2 separate regions of the Gossypium arboreum genome follow, and region 2 is linked to region 1. A link is a contact called in public Hi-C data. All regions are on one chromosome and are shown on one strand. Each heading gives the region's core, a stretch centred on a gene start, on an enhancer-like site or on the middle of the called end of the contact. The rest is flanking DNA. Distances are from core to core; before and after follow the strand shown.

Evidence for each region. A called contact is a pair of places that touch in the nucleus more often than the background predicts.
Region 2: a Hi-C map of leaf shows a contact between it and region 1, with 3 times the contacts expected there. The contact joins the promoter of LOC108469422 here to the enhancer-like site in region 1. A contact is called at or near these places in 2 of 5 Hi-C or Micro-C datasets (both in leaf).

What each region holds. Positions count from the first base shown.
Region 1 is chr7:69,763,367-69,766,117 of ASM2569848v2, reverse strand. No RefSeq gene overlaps it. Among protein-coding and RNA genes, the nearest start is that of LOC108469993, 13 kb to the right of the region's middle. Within about 2 kb of position 1,412, at least 1 of the 2 cell types and tissues checked has an H3K27ac peak or open chromatin away from gene starts, as enhancers often do. A contact at or near this core is called in leaf, where this site is marked.
Region 2 is chr7:69,820,408-69,823,158 of ASM2569848v2, reverse strand. It overlaps LOC108469422, which reads right to left and starts at 1,340. Exons shown (of 14, transcript XM_017770335.2): 1 at 1,057-1,340; 2 at 664-967; 3 at 476-567; 4 at 357-376; 5 at 1-205. The coding sequence starts at 965.

The DNA.
Region 1 (2,751 bases), core at 163-2,662:
GATTTAAAAAAATTTCTAAACATAAACCATAGTTATAGCCAACAATTGGAATAAAAAATCTTTTACAAAACTTTAATTTCAATCTTTGTAAATAAACTGTGAATGATGCGATCTTATCGTTTTCATTGTTATCTTAACTTCTCTATACAAAGGAAAGAAATGCTTTAATGGAAGGGTGTGAAAAAAAAATTAAGGATGTCAGTGGGGCGGGTTTCATGTGGTCCCACCCCACTTCGCACCTAATTGGGCGGGGATAGGTACAAGTTTCGCGAGTGGTGGGGCAAGGTGGGGATAAAAATTATACCCGCTATGGGTGGTGGGGCAAGCGTGGGTATGACCTTGTACCCTCTTCATCCCCACCTGCCCTGCATAATATGATAATCATATTTAAAAAATAAACATTTATAAAATTTTAATTTTGATAACAGTACTCAGCTCACATTCACTTTTTTTTTTAGAAAAAAAGGAGAACACTCCACAATTTCTCACTCAATTTAGAAAAAAAAAGAAAAAAGAAGGAAAGTACTCAACACAGTTTCTCATATGCAAGTGCAGGTTTAGGTGAAGTTAAAGAGATACAATGCTCACAATTGATAGAAGAATTAGAAGATGAATGTGATAAAGAAGCAACAGGAGTGACATGTATTGATTGATTTTTGGAATTTTTTTACTTGTGTTGCATTTGAAGACATTTATAATGTATTTGAGACATTGTTTGTATTTGGATATTATGTAAGGACTTTATTTTTTGAATTTTTTTAGCTCGTATTGAAGTTATATTTTATTTACCAATTAAAGGGTTACGACGACTTATTTTTTTAATATGATGATAGTTGAAATAATATCACATATGTAGTGTGAGTTCGAAAGACAAGTATTTCATATTATTTTTTCATAAAAAAATTTAGTTTATATTTATTTTACTAATACTTATAAATATATTATATAAAGTGAGTCGTGGGATGAGTATAATGAGGATTAAGTGAGTTTGGAGACTATTGTAGGCGGTGGGATGGGGATGGTTTTGGATTTTGTATCCACAGTAGGTCGCGGGGCGGGGATGGTAGTGTTGACGTCCCAAAAGAAAATCCTATTTCTCTGGTTTCGTGTATTTTCTTAGATAGGGCTAGAAAGCAATTTTATTTTGATAAGGTGTCATACAGTAGTTAACTGATAATAGTTAGAATTAATCCCAAAAAACTAATCAATGAATTGAAACTTTGATAATAAAAAAAACTGTTAGAACTTTGTTCTAAACGCAAACCTAATAATTTTTAACATTTAAAACATCATTTTAATAATAATAAAAAGAACCCTTTTATTAAACAAATGAAAACCCCATTATCTTGTCCTAATTAACAAGTATTTTAGTAAACCTAATCCATCAAGAGAGTGGACCACCTCAACGGGAAAGGTGCTTTCACTTACATGTGAGGGGCACCTATCGCTTCGAATCTAGAATTGTGCGGCATGTTCACACTCTAAAGAAGCTGCTTTTATAGCAAAAGTGGCTTCAGGTTGTTGCACCCTTTTTCTTTGTCCTCCATGGAAGGCCAATTGAAAGCTTTGGTTGTTGAATTAGTTTAATTGAAATTATTATTTTTTTGGGAACCTAAACAACCGACTGTAGTGATTGATAGCGATTGTATTGGAATAATTGTTGTCATCTCTTCACTTCCTTGCATGACAACTCTTTCTATTCAATCACTTGTGAAAATTAATGGTAATGTCAACGTATGGCTGGCTTCTTTCAACTTTTTTTCTCCCACTCTATCGAATGTTGTCTTAGGTTTTTCTATATTCCATTTTCAGCCTATTGGTTCTCTTTTTTGGCATGAAATATGTTTTTATTTTTAATTATTTAGAAGGACATATTTGCTCATGGCAGGAAGGGACTGATCTTCATAAGTATACCTCTTTATTCATATCAATTAATACATACTTCTTACTCTTAAATCTAATTTTGAAAGAGTTGTCCCTCTAATAACAATCAAATTTACTTTTACCTTTTATAACACTAACAACCATAAAGTAATAAGTGTAACTTTTACTAATTGTCTATAAGTACATCTTTTTATCTTAAATTTTAATAAAACTAGTTATATTATTATGTATGATAAAAATAATAATTTTAGTTATATAAAATTTTATTAATCATATTTTATTACATAAAAGATAGCATTTAATAAAGGATTAATATTTGGTAAATTGTTAGTGTATTTTTTTATTCCACAAACAAATTTTAAAAATTTACGTGTTTTCTTTTAATATTTATTTTAATATTTTATTATATCTCTATATAACACTTTTCAACCCCTAACATTACCGTGGAGTTTAAAACTTCACTTACGGTGTACCAAATATTATTCTTTTAATAAATAGAATTACATTTATAAATTTTATTAAAGCTACCATCTGAATCTCAATTATTGATGTTATTAATATATTATAGGTTTTAATTTCAAATTTTAAAAATTTGAATATTATCTAAATCTCAAATAATGTTATAAGTATGTGGAATGCTATTGTTATTAGTGTAGTGGTAAAGAATTTGTTTATAATTCCATTAAATATGAGTTCAATCCTAAATATGTTGATTTTTAATTTTTTGTTTAGAAACTATATAATATGAAAAAGACAAAAGGGTCATCAAAATAATAATAGTAGTCTTTTAATAAAAGGGTATATTAGTCCTTTTCTAACCGAGTTGGCACTCAGTTAACCCGTGACCCAACTCAATCAAGGGATTTT
Region 2 (2,751 bases), core at 91-2,590, 57 kb before region 1:
GGCTTCTATCAACTATTGCTGTATTGATCATTTCAACCAACTTCGACTCATAACCATTAGCAGATTCTTGAGAAAATTTCGAACTCCCAACTTTATCAACCTGATTTCTCACCACCGGGTTACGAGGAGACTTTTGTAACACATCTCTCCTAGAATTTGATGCTCTTGGTGAAACTGCAGCAGTTTGTGCATGAGTTAAGGTGTTCTGCAAATATGTATAACATTATATAATAAAAGAATGGGAACACTGTAAGACAATAATCAATCTCAGTAACTAACAACCGCATAACGCAGTTGCCATCTAATAAACATGGTTAAGTTTACATTTAACTAACATAAGACTGAGAAAGCCATACCTTGTTCGCGGATGTGCTACCTAAAGAAGATAGAAAAATAATAATAAACGAAATGAGTATGCATTTCAATTATTGTAAAATCACTTAACATGATAAATATTCAGAACACTACTAATAACCTGATCGGCGACTTAAAACCTGTAGTCTCTCAGATACTTGACCTTGCCATTTCGATATCTTTTGCCTATACGATTTCACCTTTTCTTGTTCACTATCACAAAATATGAGGAGTCAAATTTATAATCCATCAACACCAAATGATCAGGCAATTAGCAAAAGCAAAATGCAAAGATAATTGTTGAAATACCTAGAGCCGATATATGAAGGTGTGGGAGTGGAGCTAGCCTCGATCAGAATTCGCTGTGCATTTTTATAGTGAATCAGGGCGTCGTCTACTAAACCCCATTCTTCCGCTCGAACTGCTTTGTCGATCTCTCCTTTGGCCAAATCGAAGTATCCTTTGAGCTTATACGCGGTGCGTTCGTTTCCAGCTATTCCCTCCATGTTCTGACACGTGGAAGAACTAGGGTTTTGCGTTGATTCATATGGCGTGCTATCGGTTGAGATGATTGAGCTTAGAGAGTCGATTATGTCTTTGATGAAACTCATATCTACAAAAACAGAAAGAAAAAGAAGAAATAGATCAATCCTCGAAGAAAGCAATCAAGATATTTTAAAGATGAAGAGCAATTTGGCTAACCATTTATGATAAAATGGGGGAATTTCCCGAGTAAAAAAGTTCATCGCTTAGATCAAATTTTAGGGGGAAAAAAAAGGAAGCAATCGTTTTCAAAAGAAAAGGAAATTTCCGAAATTAGTTGGCGAGAACGAGAGAGGGGGAAAACAGAAAAGAGAAACCAGTTGCGTTCTTCTGATGGTTCTCCCTCCGGAAACTTTCAATTCCGTCGGATAGATAGCCTGCAGTGAGAGAAAGAAGATGGGCATTTTACACTTTGAGCCCAACAGGCGACGTCGTTTCACTGTTGATCTTAAAGATGGGTCTTAAAAACCCAATCCAATTTGTACACTTCTCGGCTCACTTTAAATAAAATGAAGGACCTTAAAGATGCAGACGGTCTGTCTAGACTTGACCGGGCTTAAGGCAGCCTTTAACTCTGACACACTTCAACGTTTAAATGGGCTAAAAATTTATTATAATTTCATTAAAACTAATAGAAAGCATTTCCATACTGGAGGTCACGTAATTATTTTTTACAACTCTAAAAGGGACAACACCAATTTTTCTTTTTTGTGCCACATATTAATGAGGAAAAAAAATTTATAAAATAGATTTTTATATAGACCTAAAGTCTCACTTCCTTTTTTTCTTTAAGTAATATAGGATATAAGATATGTGTATATATAAAATCATGAATAGGTTTGCAGTTTGTTCCTAGACAATGTAGGATTACTTCCTCTTTTAACTAATAACATAAAATTAAAGGTTACACTATATTTTATAATTTTTTACTTATAAAATTTAAAAATTTTATTGATGTAACAAATATTTTCCTTCTATGTTTTAGTTTCCTTTTAGAAAACTTTTACATGTTGATAGTTGTATTTATATTTTGCATAATTTATTATTATGATTTATTGTGAATAAAATTTATTTAAAGTGATGTGTTGAAAATCATTACAATTTTATTCATAATGTCAATTCATAATATTATTTTTATTCGTTTAGAGTATTACAAATTTTATATATTCTATACATTAATAATTCATTTATATAGATATGAACACATGCATTAATATTGTATTCACATCATTTTATTGTTTAATAATTTGATAGAAATTTAGTTTTAACTTTAAATTTATTTTATTAAAATACGTTATATAAATATAATTAATATAGTGTTATATACAAAACTTTAATCTAATATTTTGGGGACCGTTGAGTCATATTTTATTTAAAGATATGTGTATATAGTATTATATACTATGTGATCCTTTTGGTAGTTGCAATATCTTGGAAAAAGAGTTAATAGTATTAGTGACTTGTGTCTTTCACTCTTATTAGTGTGCGTTTTAATATTATAACACTTTCATGTTGATGAATGGATTTAGATTTGTAATGTAATCACATGCATATGATAATAATCGCATGAATGTTATATTGACGTTTCAAGATCGTTTTAATTTGATACAAATTGGTGAGTCATTTCATTTAGATTTTCAAGTATTACTTGATTGTAGATGTATGTATGTATTTATGTATGTATGTATGTATGTTCTGCACACAAAAAATTAAAATGAGGTGATACTCCCTCCTATGCTGATCAAAAAGTGTCTGGAATTTACAGATACAAAGAATCGATTGAGTATTAGTAAGTTTCCCTCCCCCCATCTTTTGTGTGTATATATATTCGTCATTTTGAGTTATATATATATA